Regions from separate parts of the Mus musculus genome. Here region 1 is linked to region 2. Evidence: chromatin contacts called from public promoter capture Hi-C data. All regions are on one chromosome and are shown on one strand. The core of a region is the stretch at or near the end of the contact, and the rest is flanking DNA. Distances in the headings are between cores, read along the strand shown. Region 1 holds the start of Cntf (ciliary neurotrophic factor). Region 2 holds the start of A330040F15Rik (RIKEN cDNA A330040F15 gene).

Region 1 (5,589 bases), core at 1,707-4,206, 170 kb after region 2:
CTACCCTGTGTGGAATTCCTTATAGGAGAGAATACAAGATGAGTCACACATCCCTACATCATGCAACTTATATGGAAGTTAGCCCTCCCTGACTCATGATTCATTAGTGAGGGAGAATGTGGTTAGACTTGGGTCCTCAACTCAACATCTCTTGGGGTTTTAAAGATAAAAACAAATACTAACAAACTCTGGATTCATAATGCACAGCTCTCACTGTAAATGACCTTCCCCAGGAATGTGTTTCCTAGCCTTCCACACCATGTGTTTCTCACAAGAACATTACAAGTAGAGCTTTACTGTGTGTTTAAGAATCTCTGGCATTCTCACTGGGGACCCATCCTCCCTTCATGACTAAGCCTGGAGAATGTAAAGTGCTAGTGTCCTGTGACTCTTTAACCTGAGTAGCATTCTACCCCTCTGCCCATGAGCATCTGGCCACAGTACCTATATGACAGATTTGTTAACTTGCTGTAAACTGAGATCAACCCAATATACAAGTACAATTAGTCAACATTAAGCCAGGCTGTTACTGCATATCCTCAGCCCCAACTATAGAAGTACTGCAGGTCTCATTTTTTTTTCTTTTCTTTCTCAAATGTAATCTGAAGCTATGTTAATTGCTGCTCTTTGCCCAGTGTGGGCAACAAATATTTCCTTTAACATGGTGGGATGCTGCCGACTCCTGAGGATGAGTAACAAGGGCATTCTTTTCAATGCTAGGATAGAATGCAAGACATCTTCCTTTCCACAACTAGGATGTAAGGCTGTACAGAATATACAAAGCCCATGGCACACTCACTGCCTCTGCACAGCGATGCTCTTTTTATCAGGGTAGTTTGAATGAAGATAGTCTAGGACTTCCAATTTGTTTATTCAGTCTTTTCAGAAGTCAACCAAAACTAGTCACAATGTCTCTTCTGCCTGTAAGACTGTTAAACACCTGGAAAGGTTATTTAGTATCAGGAAGGGTAAAGCACTAAGGTGGAAGGATAATGCCCTAATTATACTTTATTATACCACCAATACAAACAAAATCATGTACACACATATGCACAGCCAGAATAACCATGTTTATCTTCTGTTCATACGTGGGTCAACCCTACTTGACGAAATATGCCTGTGGTCTAAGGTTTTCCAAAATTGATGCTGAGAAAACTAGGCCCCTGGGGAACTACTGATATCCCATTAGATCAAAGAGGGAGACAGAGGCAAGAGTTAAGAGCTACATTTGCTTGGCCCCATAATGGCTCTCATGTGCTGAGATTCCCATGTGATGAGAAGAAATGACACGGAGGTCATGGATAGACCTCACAGTCCACTGTGAAAGCTCTTGAAGGACCTTCAAGCCCCACAGCTTCTTCTCAAAGAGGCCACCATCTCCAATTGTGACAGGCATCCCATCAGCCTCTTTTTCAGGGACCTTCTGTTCCAGAAGCGCCATTAACTCCTCTAGCTGGTAGGCGAAGGCAGAAACTTGGAGCGTAAGAGTATGTATTGCCTGATGGAAGTCACCTTCAGTCGGGGTGAAATGCACTCTCTGGTCTTCTAAAAGCTTGGTTAACATCCCTTGGAAGGTACGGTAAGCCTGGAGGTTCTCTTGGAGTCGCTCTGCCTCAGTCATCTCACTCCAGCGATCAGTGCTTGCCACTGGTACACCATCCACTGAGTCAAGGCTGATATTTTTATTCAGGCCTTGATGTTTTACCTGGCCAAGGATATAGCAAAACATATGTTCCATATCATCTCAATTTCCTTCTTCAATCACAAATACAATTTCCTTGACTTTCATAGTCAGTGATCCAAGTTGTTAAGAAAATGCTTAGAATGGAAACCCTTCATATGGGGAGTCCTGATCCCACAGCACTGCCTGAATTTCCCTATGCCCACTGTCCACTCTCAAGGTGAAATCAATCCTTTAGAATACAGCTGGCTTTTATGTCCATCTCTTTGGACACTGAGTCTCATAACTGGCAAGGCTTTTCAAAAGTTTTCAATTCTTAGAGAACTTAAATTTATAACTTTGATCAGAGGCCTGGGATATTACCACAGCAGGTCTTTTAGACAGTGGCCTTTTATGAGAAAACAAGCCCAGAACTGTGGTTAATTTGACATTTTTCTCAAGACTTTTTGGCAGATCTATTTAGTCACAAGTAGTCTAATATGTAGTACTAAAATAAAAGTAGCTTATACTATACAGAGGGCAACTATACATTTCTCTAAAACCCCATATAGTTTTTCTTATCCTGTAATCTTTTTATTTCTAAGGTTCAAAAATTATATGAAGAACCTATGACTTAGAAAACCTATTGTCTACCCTGGTAGGATTCAGAAAAAAGGCAACCAAATAATGTATATTCTCACTTAAGGAAGGACCTGTCCACCTTAAACAGGCTGGATGAAGACAGTAAGGTTGTGTGAATTTTCTCAAGGGAAAGAACATGTCAAATTATAGGTGCTTAATATATGAATGACTAGGGAGCTATACCATAAATACACACACACTAGTGTTTTCGTAACCGGTTATGGGGTTGGAACATGATGGTTAAGAGTTGGGCTAGAAGACTTGAAAACAGACAACCAGACAAAAGCAAAATAGACAACTTACATAAGATTCCATAAGAGCAGTCAGGTCTGAACGAATCTTCCTTGCTAGCCAGATAGAGCGGCTACAGAGGTCCCGGCGGTGAAGGGTCAGAGGTGATTGCTCTGCGAAAGCCATCCCCTAAATCAACTGTCCCAGGAAACAAGTGAGCTGGTTTGCTTCTGTCTTCACTAGTCCAAATAAGAAATGTGACTCCCACAGACTAAATCTACTGGGCATTCTCTAATGGGATTGTGCACCCCCATCCCCACCCCCTGCCTGACTCAGAGGTGGCAGCAAATTCCTGGCTGTGGATTTTGTGCCTGTGGAATCAAAGGGCCCTTTTAATCAGTCTTTTTTTTTTTCCCTCGAAGCGTCTGCCTTCATCTCTCCTCCACTCAGTACTTAGCACTTGTTTTTATGTCATTGTTTTGCTTTTGTACTTAGCAACAAGGTCACTATCACGCTAATCCTCCTGACACCCACCCCTGCCTAATGTAGTCTAGTATTTACACATATAATTTGATTTTACTCTTCTGTTTTCCATGCTCACTGTATTTTAATTTGTTTTATCCTGGCAAAATATAGTATTGAAATAGGTGTCACTTATTAAATGAGTCAGATACTATGCTACACATTTAAACTTCATTGGAATCTTGAGTAATCCTGGGCTGAACATTAGTCTTGGGGGTAGTTTTCTCATTTGATGTCTTTTATCTAAGAAATTAATACAATAAACTAGATTCGTATTTCTGCATTGGTCTTTGGCTTTATTTCCCCCCACCTCACACTGACTTTACAATTTCTTTGGGTAGCTCATGATATGTGCAAGAAACAGAGACTATGTGATACAGGTCATTTATAGCCATCTTTCCGTTCCCATTATCTGTAAGGTTTAGACTTGTTTAAAAATTAGCTAAAGGAGCATCTCTAGTCTCAACCATGGGGCCTTCCTGGTAGCTACAGGATGTGGAAGGCACTGTTTAGGCCTGTTCTCTCCCAAAGGAAACACCCAACCCAAACTTGGTAACATTTCTCAGGCACTTTCACTCAAGTGACAACATGCTTCTTTTTCTTACCAGTCCCAGTCATTCGCCATGCTTAGCAAGGTAATGAACAAGGCTTTGAAATGAAGACAAAAGAGTTAAAAAGGTCTTACAGACCTGTCATTCTATTGTACTGCACTTAGTGGGTGAAGTTAATAGGCTCAAGTTTCAAAGTTTCAACCCGAAATAGGTCAGTGAAGTCAATGTCCCCATTTTATATCACAGATTTTGCCAAGAAGTTCAAACACTTGCCACCTCAGTAGCAAATTGACATAGGTGAGAAATGGCTGCCATAGAACTTTTTAGCAAGGTTGAATTATGTTTTCTTTTTTTAAAGTTAGAACTTGACATAAAAGCTTTGGTAAGAAGCACTGGTCTTAAATGCAACCACGGTTTTGTCATTGTCAGAGTAAACTGTACTTCACAGTATCCTTAACATCCCCTAGAAAGCAACCAAAACACCCTTTGGAGTCTGCCAAACACAGAGCTACAAGGCCTCTCTGCATTAGAAGCCCTCCCAACTCTTAACAAAGAGCAAATAGCACCATACAAAAGGGGCATGTTTTCCTCATTTAGCAGCATCAACTGTTTTATCCTCGCATGACTAACTCAGTACAACCAAGGAAGACCAGTTGCTTCCAGGAAGACAACTTTTATTTTTCTTCTTTACATACTTATTTTGAAATGATTACCTAGATTAAAAGGAAACAAGATTTTAAAAGCAAAGTATCCCTTTTATTATAATTTTTTTCTTTTACATAACTTTTAAACCTAGATCAAGTAACCAGCTATCTCTCATCACAGGAAAAGGGTCCTGCACATTTCAACAGGCAAAAAGTCTCAGGAGATATAACTGCCCCATTACAATTTCCCGATTTTCTTGAGTATACTGGAAAATTGATAGAAAGAAAGGCAGGAAACTAGCCCTGCAGCAAGGCTGTAAGACCTCACTTAGGTTGTTGGTATATAGTTAGTTGATTTTCTTCCTCTGAACAGGTACAAGGGAGGTCCAAGTGCTCTATGCTGATGTTTTCTCTGCTCATTCCCAGGACTCCCAGCCAGTGTCTGACTAAACCCTGTAAAATGTGTTAGGGTCTAATTATGCAAAATACGCTAGCAATGCAAGCAAGGAGGGTACACAACTCCCAGAAATACCAAGTAATTATCATAACTATATACCTAAGAATTTAGAATTGCCAATTGAAGATGGAGGTATGACTTAAAAGATAACAAACCATCAGTATGAATTAACTATTTTCAAAACTAAAAGGACTCCTTCGAAGGACAATTAAATGACTGGCATGGGAAAAAAGAAAAGGGTAGGGGCTTAGTTTGCTCATACACTTTTATTATACTAGCACTAGCTCTCAAAAGGAATAGGAAGTTCATGAAAAATTTATTGCAAACTGCTAAAAAAACTTATTGCCAACAGAGAGCAGCTAAGATGACCGAGCCCCCTTTCAGCCCCACCCCAACCCCATGAGAGGACAGGAAGTTTCTAAGTTTTAGAACTAGTTGCTTTTATGGGGAGGAGAGCGAAGTACAGAAAAGAACATATTTTTCCCCATCCCAGAAAAGTGAGATGTTTTCAATGCAGTTTGTTTTTCTGTGGGTGGCTCTATCTAATTTATTGGAGACATTCTAAATGTGAAAAACAAAGGGTAAGTGTAGGACACAGATACTAGATAAACAGCGTCAAGAGGAGCAAAGTTTGCTGCAGATCCATTTTTAATTCCTCTTAAAGTGTTTTCAAATCTATGCAATGTACCAAGGTCAACTGCAACTCTGCAGGGCAGAAAAGCCTGTCTTCATGCCTTTTCTCCCCTCACATGGAGGGGTGGCTAAGTCTGCAACACTCTAGAGGAAACAATAATGTGTTTAAGATTGTTCCTGTAGGTGTCTTCCTCCCTCTCCCTGGCATCCCAACCACCGACATAGGTGGGTGTATAGTAAGCGTCTTTC
Region 2 (5,856 bases), core at 2,624-5,123:
CCATATTTGATGGCTCATTGAAAGTTTTATCCACTTGAGGAAAGCATGGCAGATGGTCTAAGACAGCCAAGGAAGGGAGGTTTTGGTCATGGCAGCATAGAAGATGCCAACACTGCGAGACATGCTAGAGAAGGATGAGGAGAATGGACAGCGCCAGAGAGATGCAACTGAGATAAAAAAAACAAAAATATCATATCATATCACTGGATACAGAAAAGCATTCAGCAAAATTAAACAATAATTCACAAGCACTCTCAGCAAACTAGGAATAGAGCTTAATTTCTCAGTATGATAAAGAACTTTAAAAACCCTACATCTATTATGATATGTAATGATAGGAGACCTAAATGCTTTCCTGCCAAGATCAAACATGAGGCTATGATGTTTACTGTCACCACTCCAATTCAATACTAGAAGTCCTAGCTGATGTAATACAAGAAATACATAACACATGTATTAAAAGGGAAGAGAAAGGCTCTTTACAGAATACGTTTGTCTATGTATCTTAAAAAATTCCTAAATAATGAACAATAGCCACAAAAAGTTGCTGGGCCGGATGGATAAATGATTTAGTTCACTGTTGATGTTCTAACAATGTACATGAGGCTGAGGTACTTTTCTTTCCTTCCTTCTTTGTTTCTTTGTTTCTTTGTTTCTTTGTTTCTTTGTTTCTTTCTTTCTTTCTTTCTTTCTTTCTTTCTTTCTTTCTTTCTTTCTTTCTTTGTTTTTATGTGTATGGATGTTTTGCCTGCATGTATGTCTGTGCAGTACATGTGTGTCTGATGCCATGGAGCCAGGAGGAAGTTGTCAGATGCATTGGGACTGGAGTTACAAACAATTGTGAGCTGTCATCTCTCTAGCCCTGGTCTGGGTTATTTTTGAATAGTAGAAATTTGTTACTGTATCTGTGGAGACTGGGAAATCCAAGATCTAAGGACTTATGTCTCTGGTAAACCTCACTGCTTCCAAGATAGTGCCATTTGTTGCATCTTTTGATGACAGAAGGTGGAAGGACAAAGAGGCTTGATCTTTAATGAAGTACTAATGTCAATCATGACAGCTCAGCCTGGTAATCTTACTCCACTGAGCCTTAGGTAACATCTTACCAACATGCACGTTGTGGAGGGATCTATGTATATTGAGACCAGAGTGAAAATTGAAGCAACTGTAGAGTGAACAGATAATAACAAAAAATTCTTATTTACCAGCAATTAGCAATTGGAATCTGACATTTAAAACAATGTTTTTTACTCTGAGTGTGTCCTACTTATAATATTCCAACTTAGCTTATTATTACAGTTTGTGAATCAACAGTATATACTACTGATAGGGGACGAACACATATATAAATAGAATTGAATAGAGAGATTTTGAAAATGGATAGGTTCACGGAATATTTGCAGGTGTATTTGACAAAGGTACCAAAGAAATTCAGATGAAACTTTTTCATAAATCACACTGGAGCAAGAAGTCCCCAAAGTCCCAACAGAAAGAAAAGGCAAGGAGGGAGGGAGGGAGGGAGGGAGGGAGGGAGGGAGGGAGGGAGGGAGGGAGGGAGGGATCATTTTCCACATAATAATTAATTTAAATTGTACCACATATCTAGGTATAAATTGTAAAATCATAAGCCTTATAAGGAAAAGCAGAAAAGTCATCAAATCTAAAAGACCGTCAAGCAATTCTTACACTAAATACAGAAAGTGGAAGCCAGAAAGTTGTAAAAAACAAAAACCCTGTTAAGGATGAAAAGAGCCTCCAGCTTGATAGAAGATATTTTCAAGTCAAGTATCCAAAAGTTTTCATTGAGGATATTTTTAATGTTCTCACTTCATTTTAAAAGTAGCCAAACACATGAACAAACATTTCACAAAGAAGATGCAGAAATCAAGAAGTCACATAGGGAAACACTAAATAAGCATCACTATTATTAACACACGGCATGTTCACACACATTAAAAGCTCAAGAAATATCATGACACCCCTAATAGAAACGCTAAAAAAAGTATACTGATAATAGGATTCACAAAATGGCCCAGTGGCTAAAAGAGCTTACCACACACCAAATAACCCAAGTTCAATGCCCAGGACCCACATAATGATAAAAAAGAACTGACTCTACAAAGTTGTCCTTCCCTCTCCACATACACACTATAGTTTGTGCCTCCTCACAATGATGCTGATGAGGACGACAACGACGACGACGATGGTGATGGTGATGGATATGAGGAGACTAGATGTTGAGTACATTGCTTGGTCAAAGGGAGAAACGGCACAACCACACTAGAAGACTGGCTCCAAATCAATGGCTGGGGAGCTCCTAGATCCTAGAGTAGAAGATGCCACTGCTAATTCCTAAACAGTCTTGTGTCAAAATTCCTTCTCAATATTTATGTTTATGTCCATAGGCCTAGGCAGAAGCTTTCTTTAAAATATGGGTATTATTCAACACAGAGACTCATACTTACTTGTTCAAAGTGTTGAGAATAATACAGAGTTCTCAGCCCTAAATGGGACGTCTGTATTAACCCCTTATCAAGTTCTGGACAGTAACCAAGAGCCGTGGAATAGCCTGTAATGCTTTGAGGGGTTGTGTGGGGCAGCTTTAAAAGGTAACCCACACCTGGCCCCACACCTGGCACTAGGCTTTTTATTTGATAGTCATTAGTGTCTGGGGGTAGTTCTAATTAAACCCATTTTATGTATGTACATATACAACATCCAATGGGTACAGAGTATAAGAGTCTATTTCTTTGTTTCATATTGACTTTCAAAAGGCAGTACAATATTTCAGCCTGCTCTGATTTCTACATAGACAGCATAAAGTTTATACCATAAACGCATGCATCCCTTGGCACTGACTTTCAGTGGTCACAACTGTGACGTTTGACCAGCAGAGAGCATGAAAGCTCTAAGATGCTGGTGCAAACTGACAGAGGGCGTGGCTTCTGCATATCTGACACACCTCCAGGATTCAGGCCTGGATGAGGTAATAGCAGGCCAGAAGAAGAAGGCGTGGGGCTGAGCGTGCGTGTGTTCGTCAGTGTGTGTATGTCAGTGCGAGCAAAAGCCCTGGTGAGACTCAAGTGTAGGAGCTCTGGCCGCGGATACAGCCAGCGCTGAGCTGAAAACAGACAGGAAGTTAGTGGCTGCAAACCTCAGTCCCCGCGTTGGCCCCTGGGACCGGGATGGCAAGCGAGCTTTTGGACACCCGGGGACCCGGGAAGTATCCGCGGGCGTGAGCTCACCTTGGCGTTCTTCCGGGGAGGGGAGACACCTGGAAGCCTCTGAGCGGAGCCCCAGGGAGGGAGCTGTGCCACCGCCGTTGCCTGGCTCCCAGCGGAGAGAGGACGGAGGGCGTGACCATGCAACTCCAGCGAGGCTCAACTGGTGCGAGGCGGGTGCTGCGTCGCGCTTGGGCCGTGCGCCCTGGGTGGCTTTGCAAGGCGGGCGGCGAATGTGCAGGGTCAGGTTTTTTGCATGAAGCCGCTGGACCCCTCGGAGCAGCGGCAGCGACAGGGGCGGTGGAGCACAGTTGGAGGCGGGCAGCTACGGGTCCGCGTCCCGGTGCCTAAGCGACTGCAGACTCCCCCATGAACCACAGCTGAGGCTTCCCGGGAGGCGGTGGCGCCCGAGGCCGGGTGTGCAAGGACGGGGAAGGGAGCATCTCAGGGCACTTCATGCTCCAGACCTCAGCCTTGGACCCTAGTGGTGTAGGAATGGCTGACCGATCATGGCGGCTGGTGTCCCTACAGCCCTGCTGTGAAACACCACTTCAAGGCGGTGCTGCGCTGGTCCACGCGCGGGGCCAGCGTGGTGTTGGGCTAGGTGGAGAGACAGATTGCCCCCTACATCATCGACCTGCAGTCCATGAACCAGTTCCGCCAAGACACGGGTGAGCCATCCAAATCCCTGGTCTGTCCACTGACTCACCCAGTGACTAGCTTTGCTTACTGATGTCCTCACGTGATAGGTGTTGAGGGCAGGTGTTTCCCTTCCTTAGATCCTCACAGGATTCCAAGACCACCTTCAAGTATTTGTCCTGGCAAGTAGTTTAAATTGTCTTGATTATACAAACCCAGCTTCGGCCTAGCTGCAGGAGACCCCTTTATGCCCCCATCGCCACCCCCAGCCCCTACTGGCCCTTAGTGCAGGAATTCTAGGACTTTGCAGTTCCCAAGGAATGCGGGGTCTTCAGCAAGATACTGCTGGAGCCCTTTTACTGCTCACACCTCAGCTGACTTTGCTTTGCCTCAAGCACCTTTGGGGCTGCCGTACACCTCCCCCTCCCTTCAACCTGGCTGAATCTGGCCCTCTTCTATGGACCCCCCCTTCCCACTGACAACTCCTGGATGTAAGATTTGGGAAGCCGTAGGGTTCCTCAGTGTCTAGTTACAGTCTAGTGTGTGAAAAGTGCTGGAAAATTACTGGGAAGAGAGATTGGAGCCAGGGATTCCAGAGCTGGAGCATCTGGATGTGGTGGAGAGAAGAACCGGAGGACTGGGCTCCGGAATGCCTGGCAGAGAGGCTCCTCCCTTTGTCCACAGAGGACAGGACAGAGTGAACATTCTGCAACATTCTCCAACAGCCTGCAGAGTGGAGAATGTCTTTGCCAGCTATGCCTCAGACAGGGGCTGGGCGTCTAGAATATATAAAGAACTGCAGTAATTAAACTTCAAAATAGCTAGTCAATAAATCAGCCAATGAATGGAAGATACCGTTCGCAAAAGTAGGACCACATATGGACACCAGAGATTAAAAAGGCGTTCAGCATTCTTAGTTACCAGCTGAGTGAAAATTGAAGCTACGTTTTGGATTCCATCTTCCCCTAGTGACAATTACTAAGATAAAGAAAAGAGACAGCAGTGCTGTTGAGGTAATGTAACCTAGTACAGCCATTATATAAATTAGTATACATTTCTAAAAATTAAAAAAACAGAACTTCCCTATGATCCAGATATACTTCTGAGTGTGTGAGTGTGTGTATGTGTGTGTGTGTGAGTGTGTGTGTGTGTGTGTGTGTGTATTCTACCACAGAGATACCTGCACATCCACATTTATTGGTTTTCTATTCAAAATAGCAAAGAAATGGAACCAGCCCAAATGGAGCCAACAGATGAATGGATAAGGAAAACGTGGCACATATATAAATGGTATTTATTCAGCTGTAAAGAAAAATGAAATCACATAACTTACAGAAAAATGAATGAATATGGGAATTAGAAAAAAAAACCCTCCAGATTTAGACAGACAGCACATCTCTCACATGTGGAGCCTAGCCTATAAAGTCTGTCTGTCTGTCTGTCTGTCTGTCTGTCTGTCGTATGTAAGTTGGGGTGAATTCCTTGACTGTAGGCTCTGGAATCAGAAAAGAGTGCACAAAGAGGGAAAGAAAGTGTTGCAGAAGTAGAGGAAGGGCACAGGGAGGTGAATGTGGAGATGGAGGATGTGTGTAAGGTACAGTGGGGAGGGGGTGAGGGTATGGGGGGTGAGAAAGGTGAGGTGATTCAACAAAATAAATTTTGTCTGAAACTGGCACAATAAAACCTAATTCTGTGTGTTAATTATTAATGAAAAATAAACTATTTACAAAATAAAACTATGAAGACTGAGAAGTATGTACAAAGATGCCTCTTATGTTGTTCTTTTAAAATAACAGTAAGATTTTGGGGTGTCCTAAATTTCCAAAACAGAAAAATAGTTAAATAAATCACAAATTTCTGTGTCATAATTCTGATCATTATGTAAACACTAAAGCTAACTCTAAAAATAATTTTCCTTTCCCTTCCTCCTCTTCTTCTCTTCCATCTCATCTCCACACTCCCTTTGGAACATAGTTGCAAAGTTTTCAGTTACCCC

The links. Promoter capture Hi-C pulls out the DNA fragments that hold promoters and counts their contacts.
Region 1: a contact with region 2 is called in a promoter capture Hi-C map of liver. A contact is called at or near these places in 10 of 39 promoter capture datasets (the C10 cell line, the HPC-7 cell line, HPC-7-derived erythroid cells and 6 more), 11 of 484 Hi-C or Micro-C datasets (the AML12 cell line, CD8 T cells, the G1E-ER4 cell line and 5 more), 7 of 130 datasets of targeted methods (CD8 T cells, a beta-TC-6 cell line, bone marrow-derived macrophages and 4 more) and 3 of 9 other capture datasets (adipose tissue, liver and macrophages).

The regions. Positions count from the first base shown.
Region 1 is chr19:12,762,676-12,768,264 of GRCm38.p6, forward strand. It overlaps Cntf (ciliary neurotrophic factor), which reads right to left and starts at 2,957. Exons shown (of 2, transcript NM_170786.2): 1 at 2,606-2,957; 2 at 853-1,705. The coding sequence starts at 2,719. The coding sequence ends at 1,223. Gm44505 (predicted readthrough transcript (NMD candidate), 44505) reads right to left here. Exons shown (of 13, transcript NR_024093.1): 12 at 2,606-2,731; 13 at 853-1,705. Zfp91 (zinc finger protein 91) reads right to left here. Exons shown (of 11, transcript NM_053009.3): 11 at 4,264-5,589.
Region 2 is chr19:12,592,693-12,598,548 of GRCm38.p6, forward strand. A330040F15Rik (RIKEN cDNA A330040F15 gene) reads right to left here and starts at 3,874. Exons shown (of 2, transcript NR_015503.1): 1 at 3,246-3,874.